Linked DNA regions of Hordeum vulgare: region 2 is linked to region 1. The links are chromatin contacts, called in public Hi-C maps. All regions are on one chromosome and are shown on one strand. Each heading gives the region's core, a stretch centred on a gene start, on an enhancer-like site or on the middle of the called end of the contact. The rest is flanking DNA. Distances are from core to core; before and after follow the strand shown.

What was found. Hi-C and Micro-C count contacts between places; a contact is called where the count stands out from the background.
Region 2: a contact with region 1 is called in a Hi-C map of seedling, with 2.5 times the contacts expected there. The contact joins the promoter of LOC123399420 here to the promoter of LOC123399416 in region 1. A contact is called at or near these places in 2 of 6 Hi-C or Micro-C datasets (leaf and seedling) and 1 of 1 datasets of contacts at active chromatin or transcription factors (embryo).

What each region holds. Positions count from the first base shown.
Region 1 is chr5H:478,906,735-478,911,383 of MorexV3_pseudomolecules_assembly, reverse strand. LOC123399416 (protein EMSY-LIKE 3-like) reads right to left here and starts at 2,154. Exons shown (of 10, transcript XM_045093828.1): 1 at 1,807-2,154; 2 at 530-729; 3 at 319-428; 4 at 9-228. The coding sequence starts at 1,843.
Region 2 is chr5H:479,122,195-479,126,843 of MorexV3_pseudomolecules_assembly, reverse strand. It overlaps LOC123399420, which reads left to right and starts at 1,951. Exons shown (of 3, transcript XM_045093831.1): 1 at 1,951-2,456; 2 at 2,612-2,960; 3 at 3,760-4,649. The coding sequence starts at 2,083.

The DNA of each region.
Region 1 (4,649 bases), core at 905-3,404:
AAACATACCGACTTTGCCCTTTTTCCCCTTGATGCTGAAGATGGTCCCCACTTTGACGAAGTTGGGACGGAGTGTGAAGACATAACAGGGGACTGGAGGCCTGAAGAATGTGAAGCCATTAAATGAGATGGTCGTTGCCTTTTAGCAGTTGGCCCAGGTTCTCCATCATGAAGAACTCTGCTTCCACGATGCAGCCCACTCGGGGTCCCACCTCCCTGTCTCAGCTCCCTATTGAAAAATTAAGATAAGTAAATGATTAAGAATATGAAGATTAAGTAAAACATGTTATGGAGAAAAATAGGTCCTGTATGCAAAGACCTCATTCTACGGATGGCCCCATCATCATTAACCTTGTTTAATAGCTCCCTGTGTTCCTCATCAGAAACTCTCAGTTCCTTCCTGAGTTCAGAAATCAGACTTTCTTTTTCCTGCACACAAGCATGAGTAATAATTTTCAGCTGAAATCAGCAGCAGAACAAGCAGTGGTTACTGAAAATGTAGCCATTAATTTCAGTGTGCGGATAATCACCCAAGACAACGCATCAGATTGAACTTTGAATGCCCTAAGAACACCAGTGTAAGCCTCTTGCTCAACCAAATGTACTTCGCTCTCCAAATCATTGTGTGGCCTTGCATAAGGAAACGGTCCGGCTGATGCTCTCCCATTCCCACTGAAAGATCGTCCTCTTGGTCCTCTATTTTGTGACGAGGGGAGATCATCATCCGTCCCTGCAAGCAAGAGCGAGGAATCAATAATGCGGCATATTCAGATGCACAATTTAGCTGCAAGCCTGCAAGTCCTCATAACACGAACACACCTCATCCAAGGTCATAAAAAATGATGTTCATAATTTGCGGAATACAGGGTCAACCGACTGACAAGCCAACTATGACGAATTCACAATTTGGCAAGAGGTTCGAGAAGCTCACAACTGCAAAGGGGCGACTGGATTTTTATTTATCAAGTAATCAATCTGCGGTACCAAGGGTTTGGCAAAAGGGACTACTTTATGCTCGTATTCTCCAGGACCATGCAAATGTACACATTGTTTGGCAAATTTAACAAATTTAAATTATCTATCGGCTCAGCTTTGCTAGAAAGCAGAGAGACATAATTTATACTTGGTGGGTATTCCAATTATTTGGGAATAACGTATGCCAATCTTCTCCAGATATTTTCCTACAGGAATCTAACAAGCCATGCGAAAGAATGAAACCTTTCCGCCCGTCCAAGTTTACTCGGTCTAAAGTGAAAATAACATGTTGATTCAGGGCTGGGGATCAATAATCAAATGCACATTTTGACTGCAAGTCATGATAACACAAAAGCAACTCAAAGGTCATAAAAGACGCTGTTAACAATTTGTGGAATACGGCGTCAAGCGACTGCCACGCCAACCATGACGAATTCACAAATTGGCAAGAGGTTCCAGAAGCCAACAACTGCTTAGGGAAGACTGGAGCCTTATTTATCAAGTAATCTCAATCTGCAGTACCAAGGGTTTAGCAAAAGGAACTACTTTATGCTCCTGCCTCTTCAGGGCCGTGCAAATGTACACGTTGTTCGATAAATTCATCAGATTTTCAGCTATCTTATGCGCTCAGCTTTGCTAGAAAGCAAGAGGAACAATTTATACTTGTCTACTCTCATAATTAGGTAATATTTCGTACGCATAAATTATGCCAATCTCCTCCAGGTGTTTTTCCTCCAGGAATCCAACAAGCTACGTGAAATAATTGAGCTTTTTCCGCCCGGCCAAGCTCACGCGGCCAAAAGAAAGAACACGTCGATTCGAGGCGACTCACCGCTGCTATCATAGGGGCGGTACCCCATGGGATTCATGGACCCGCGTGGCGCGCCGAGAACGGAGGAACCCTAGGAATCAGCCGAGTTCCTCCCCCCAGATCCGGACCGAGCGCGAACGAGTCCGAGGGTATACGGAGCGGCCCGGGGCCGCGGTCGAGGCGTGCCTGGCGAGCGCCGGAGGCCGATCTGGGGAGGTTTTGCGGCGTGGAATCGGATGAGGATTTGGGGGCGGGCGACCGGGGGGCGGGCGGCAGGTAGGGTTCAAGGGGATCGGGAAATTTAGGAAGTGGACTTTTCGATTTGCCCCCTGGAAAAAGGTCGGTTTCGCTGCGCGTGAAGAGTCTTGCACCGGGGCTGGTAGTTTTCGGGGGGCTTTATGGTAATGGCGCGTCCTACGTGGCGTTCTGGTGGCCGTGTGTTTCTTCGTCGGGCCGCACGTGGGCGGCGCGGCCGTACGCGAGTCCTGTTTGCGCACGCACTGGTGCAGTGCAACCGGACTCCGGCCGGCGAGCGGTACTATCATATTTACAGGTATATTTTTATCGGTCATAATTGATTTTTGGCCGGAAACAAAACCGAACGGTGGAGGCGTGTATATTTTACAAGTGTATTAGAAAGAAACACGCTAATTCAAACAAGGCATAAGAGTACGTGTGTGTTTCAGCCATGTACGAAAAAAATGCAGAATTAATCGAATGCCCAACCGTAGCCACAACCTGACTCTTTGATATGCATCTTACTTACGTGGTAAACGCTAAACAGTATTTGGCAATGATGGCGATGTTGTATACATTCAACTTTAAAAGTATGTGTTTGTTTCAGCCATGTACTCTTTGATATGCATCTTACTTACGCGGTAAACAGTACTACTGGCGTAAGGTGTGTGTGCCTCTTCACCTCAACTGTATCGCGTACGGGACCTTGAGCGTGGAGGTATTGCACTTCGGGTGCATTGGCTTTAGCTGCAAAACGCCGACCCTTCTCTAGAGGTTTGGAACAGTGTCATGGCCGCTTGAAGGCTTACTACTTCCATCCCGATGGTTGCTGACAGGTTCATGGACTGATGGAACTCTGCCACGACTGCCTCTCCTACGTCGTTGCGCAAAGGCGTGGCCTCCCTCGGCATCCTCGTGAACTCGTGTGTGTTTGACAACGCTCGATCCTCCGTCGTACACCTGGTCTAGACAATCCTAGACGAAGTTAGACTTTCGGCCCTGGCTGGCGCGAGAGGGATGGCGACAATATCCCCATATGATCCGCCCTAGACGTCTAGTTTTCCTCTCGAGGCTGAGCAACCTCATTCTCTCTACTGCTCGCATGTAGATACATCCTCGCCCCTCTAGTGTACGAATCTTGTATCTATCACTATGTGCCCGCTGCTTTTCTACCTATTAATGAAATGATACCTTGCTTGTGTATTCCCGAAAAAAGTATTAACAGTAAGTGGAGGTAAATAGTGTATGAGATGATTTGAGTCGCCGAGTGATAGTAATAGGCGATGGAGCAAGCTCGGTTGTCGAATAACTGAAGCAATACATGCAAGTGTTCTTCCTTTAACCCAATATAATTCAATAGTTCGCTAGGTTTAGTATATGGTCTCGCATATATAGCCATCCTATTGACAAACGACATGCCCTCGCGGTTGTACCGGCAGAGCGTCATATGCTTCAATAGAGTGACAAAAGAACTTCGGAAATGTATACTCCATGAAGCGAGCATCTTCACGGGTTGCATCAGCAAGTGACAAGTTCGCCCATTGAACAAGTCACTAGAGAACATGCATGTGTTTGTCATGGTATTTGCCTCACTTCTAACACCAGAGTTGGAGCGTTTTTTAGAGTGCCATTAGGACTAACAACCAGCATATTAGGGTTTGGTATAGCATGGAGATTACTGTGTTATTTAAGTTGTATCACTTGGAATACTGGGTGAATCTTGACATGTTTATGAAAGTTAAGTTTGTAAATATATGGTGTTCCCCATTTTTTGAACTATCTGTAAAGTTCCATAATACTTGTGTTGAAGTCCCAATTCTCCTCAAAATCCAAAGGCAACCAACCAGAACAATGTGATGAATTGAAACTTTAGCACGCGTATGTTCCCATTTAGCTCTCTCACATGTAGCCCAGTACAACCTTTGTCTGGAATTAACTATCGCTACAATGAGTGTATCTAGAAGCATTTCAATGTGTGCATACAACTATTTTAGCGACAGTTATTTCTGAACGGAGGGAGTAGTACAATGAGTTATGTTAATCATCTTCTTATCACCAATCTGGTAAAATATGTTTTTCACTCTATGATAGGTAGCCCTAATACTAAAGTGGTCACCAATTGGAGAGGAATGAAATGCAACAATTGGCTTATAACAAGTCATTGTTATCGCTCACTAAAATCTTTCCTTTGTATCTAATAATATTTGTATTATAATTGTAGTTAGCGGAGTAAACCAATCACAACCAATAATCAGATCATGACCTTAGAGGGACAAGGCTCTAGAATTGCAAGTGAGTCTATTTTTTGCCAACCGAAAAGAATAGTCAATAACCACTATTTTAGATGATAGACAGCCTCCCCCAACAATAGGAAATGTGCCTCGGAACAGGGGGTATTAATGTGCAGATAGATTTGCAACTTGTTGGTCCATAAAATAGGAAATGTTACTTGAGCCCAATAAAAGTTATTGCTCCATTGCTATTTATGTGAATAATCATACTGGGGGCAGTTGTAGTCCCTCGAGTACTGGTGACATTAGTTGAGATGCACATCATGTTGACAACCTCTTTAGTTAATTATTCTGGACCATTTTTGTATTGTTTCTTCAGAAATTTGTTGTTTTTCT
Region 2 (4,649 bases), core at 702-3,201, 220 kb before region 1:
TGTCATTTGGCACCAATTTTGCAGTGCATAAAGCCATTGGTAAGAATCCTAATGTGCAGTGTCTACTAATATATATAAAAAAGTTTAATACTGTACACTCAATACTAATTGGAAAGGGAAATACTCCATACTTTTTTGAAAATATATACACTGTACTCTCTAAAAAATGACATCACATCCGTTTTATGGCCATACTACGTCTCTTTTTTCATATATTATGTGCCACTGTTTGAATATACTCTTTTTTGGATGAATATACTACTCGTTTGGATCCAAAGAAAAAAGGTTATATGGTTTTTTGGAACTAATGAAATTCTATACTCCAGTTTCAAAAGGAAATACACATATACTCCATACTAAATTTTATAATATACTCCATACAGTACAAATAAGAGCAGTATGTACTCTTCCTTACCTGTGTACTTGAGACGGTGCGGCCGCCAGGGCGAGGACGGTGTGGACACTGGAGCTACCTATTTCTCTTCTTTTACAACATCTTTGAAATAAATGAAATGTTTAGTTGGCCTAGAATCTGTTTAATTACTGTCGTGCAGGCTGATGTGTTACTTTCATGATATTTCGTGTCTTTTGATCATGAAAATTATGCAATAAATGAATCAAGGCAGAATGATTAGTTCGAGAAGCTAAACAAGAGCAAAATACTTACTAATCACCAACATTTGTGAGATTAGCTGATGCTATGAATCTCACTGCTATTGTCGGGGTTCTAATATCTTTTCTCTAATGATGTCGGGGTTCTAATGCATCAGTATTTATTAGCCTATAGGCATGTTTGTTCCTTGCAGAATTCTATCTTTTCTTGGTAAGATGGAACATGAGTAGTGCTATTTAAGCTGTGGAAAGCTTCTTTACGATCAAAAAAAGCAAGAGAACTAAAACTGTGCACCTGTGCTTCCTTTTTGTATCTGCAGCCGTGTTCCGTCGCCTCGCGTCCCGGTTGTCTAACTGCCGGATGGACTCCAGGCTGCTCCTTTGTCAGTTGGCGATGGCGATGCTGCGGGCCAGGGGAGGAGGAGGCGGACGGCGAGGGGGAGGAGGAGGCGGACGGGGAGGGGGAGGAGGACGCGGACGGGGAAGGGGAGTTGGACGCGGACGGGGCTGCTCCTTTGTCAGTTGGCGATGGCGACGCTGCAGGCCAGGGGAGGGGGAGGAGGAGGCGGACGGGGAGGGGGAGTTGGACGCGGAGGCGACGGCGATGGTGCAGGCCAGGGCGTCTGGCTGCCGTTAATTCTTCCTAAATTTCTGTACTTGATTGGCTCTTTTTTTTTCATGGAGGTGCAATAGTTTTTCGTTGTAGGAGGAGGTGGAGCACGGTCAGCCTTAGTTAATTTGGTAAATGCATACGGTGATGGTGCATGGATGGTGGAAGGCCGTTAGATTGTAATTAGTTGTCTAATTGTGTGATGGTGATTGGTGTTTGTTTTTGTGGGAGTAATAGTTGTGTGTACGTAGAGAAGTTTTCGTTTGATCTTTTATTACTAGTATAGATGTAGGATTAGGAATTTTTTAGTAAGGATTAAAAAAATCCTATGACTTCTTAAAGAAACAGGGCTCAATTCTCCGGAAGCTTGCAGTCTGTACTCTGAGGCAGCGTCAGGCGTTCCAATGGTCAGATACTTTGGATCTAGTCATGACGCTGAATTTTTAGACAGTTGAGGTCAGTGAGGCGCTGCAGCAGTTCAATTGTGCCTTGTAACCTTGAGCGGCAGTAGCGTAGCCGATCAGTGATCAGGGGGGGGGCAGTATGGGCATTACGCCGCGACTGGCCCGCGGTGGGCCCCGCTTTGAAAATGGCCCTCCCTCTACGGCTCCACCCACCTCTTTTTCTATTTGTCCAAATGGCGGAAACGCCCCCGAGGAACGGAGAAATCGCCTGCGCGCGCGCTATGAACGCTGAGCCGTATCCGTCTTTCCGATAAAAATCAAATCGGAGGCGAGGGAGGGACGAGGACAGGAAAAAGGCTGACGACGGAAAAAAAATTCGACGGAGGTGGGCGGGCGAGGGGGAGGGAGCCAGCCTGAGTCCGAGAGCACGGCACGGTGAGGGCTGGGCCGGGGTGCATGGCGGGCGGATCAGACGGCCCCGACGTGTCGGCCGGCGGCGAGATCTGGGGCACGCTGGAGGAGCTGGTGCTGGCGTTCGCCGTGTGCCGGCACGGCACGGCCAGCTGGGACTCGGTGGCCACGGAGGTGCAGGCGCGGAGCCCCCTGGCCGCCCGCCCCGGCCTCACACCCGGCAGCTGCCGCCTCCGCTTCCGCCAGCTCCACCGACGCTTCTCCGCCGGCGGCAGGGCGGAGGATGAGGAAGAGGAGGGGGAGGTCGGCCCTGAGGCTGAGGCTGAGGCCTCCGCCGTCGACGGGTGGCTGGACGAGCTCCGGCGCCTCCGCGTCGCGGAGCTCCGGCGCGAGGTCGAGCGATGCGATCTCTCCATCGGGTAAAACGATTTAGTAGCATCCGAACCGATAAAACCACCGTTTGAACGGGGGTCCTTCCACCGCGCGCCTCGTGGCCCGTCCGATGGCGGATCCTGCGGCCGCCATTTTACCAGAGCTCGATGTTTATTATTTTTCATTTTATTACTTGTGACAGGACGTTGCAGAGCAAGGTGGAGCTGATGAAGGAGGAGCGGGAGCGCAGCCTGTCGAGCGGCGAGGCGAAGCCGGAGGGGGTGACCGGCGACGAGAACCTGTCGAGCGAGGAGCCCGGGCAGTCGTGCAGGGAGTCCAACTCCACAGATCTGAAGCGCCCCGGCGCGGCCAAGGCGGAGGAGGCGGCTAAGGAGGAGCTGTCCGGCGAGTCCAAGGAGAGCGCGGTGAGCCTGCAGTGCCGGCGGCGGAAGGCCAGCGCCGAGGAGGAGTCCGACGAGCCGCTGGCCGCCCTGCTCGACAGGGTCGCCGCCAGGTTCGGCCCCGTGTTCGACCAGCTACAGGAGAGCCAGGTAAAAAATCTCCGTCAGAATTACCGCCCCCGCGCTGCTCGTCCTGTCCCCTTCCCTTCACCGTCGTCAGCCGCTGCCCGCTAGGTCAAAACCTGTGTTTACTCCGGCTCGGGGTAAAAACAAAGGAGGAGAGAACGTAGGATAGAACACGTACACAGTCAAAACCAAAGAGCACGAAGCATGTCAGGGGCTAATCTAGGTGTCCGTCTCATGATACGGATATGGTTAGGCAGGCGCGCACGCACGCCCGCGGCATGATGGCCTGTGATTAGGAGCACTGACCGGCCGGCCCGATCTACGTGACCTGGGCAAGGCCAGCGCGTCATCGCGGTGCACGCACGCCTCGGCAGCCATGACGGACCCCATCTTTGTTGCTGTGGTGGGTGGGTGTAGCTGCTGCGTATGGTCATGGACCATCGCTGGCTGAACGGATTGGGTGATGATGTGGAAGAAATTCTTTGCCGTTCGAGCCATCGAGTGTCATTTTTTCTTTTGAGCAATAACGTTTGTTCGTTGGAGCTCGCGGTAGAGAAGAGAAAGTTGCGGCTCTCTGCGGGTTTGTTGGATGATGAATGATGATCCATCCGGCGATTCGATTCCTTGTCGCACGGACCAGTCGGGTGCCGCGTTGCAGTCGCACACATGGGCGGGCGTCCGTCTCAACAGCAGCCGAGGACTCGAGTCGAGATGCGGCTGAGATATTTTCTTTTGCTTCTTCTCCGCTTTCGTTTGTGATTCTTTTGATTTTTTTTCGTTGTTTACTCACGTGCCGGTGGGCCCGTTTTGCTGTGCTGTGCAGGAGAGCGAGTCGTACCGGGGTACGATCAGGCGGCACGTGGACCTGGAGGCCATGCGCCGGAAGCTGGACGGCGCGGCGGCGGCGGGCTACGCCAGCAGCGCCGAGCTCTACCGCGACCTGCTGCTGCTCTGCGCCAACGCCGCCGTCTACCTCCCGCGCCACGCGCCCGACCACGCCGCCGCGGCGCTCAACGCCCTCCGCCTCGTCTCCGCGCAGGTCTCCGCGTCGCTCCGCGAGCCCCCGACTACGCAGCCGCCCGCCAAGCGAGAGCCGCCCAACGGCGGTAACCCCCCACCGGCGCCGGCGGGGGTGGACTCGCGGAGGGCAGAGGCCGACATCGTTGGGCCGCTCATCCAGAAGGCTGCCAAGCCGCTCATCTTCTGCCGCAAGAGGAGCTCTATCGCCAAGGCTGCCGCGGCGGCGGCCGTCGCGAGGAAGGAGGAGGCCACGGAGAAGCGTGACGTTGAGGAGGGGGTGGGGAGCGACGGCGAGAAGAAGGCCGCCGTGGCCGCGGCGGCAAAGGGCAAGGCGTGGGGTACGGGGACGAAGAAGACCCGCGGCCCCGGCAAGAACTCCGCTCTGAGCCGCAAGGCGGCGGCTGCGGCTGCCGAGGAAGCTGCGGCGGTGGCTGACAAGAAGGACAACGGGGACTCCGACGGGCCGCCGGCCGGTGGGCTACCCAAGAAACGGGTCGTCGTGGACTTCCTGAAGCGGCTGAACGAGGGCAAGCCGTCAACCCCGAAGAAGAGAGGGTCGCCGCTGACGAAGCGGAAGCGGGCTGCGCCGGCACCGGAGGAGGAGGAGGAGCAGCCGAAGGCCAGAAGGGGGCCGGGCAGGAAGAACACGGGCCGCGGTGGCTCCAAGGCAGGAGCCAAGGCTGCCACGACGAA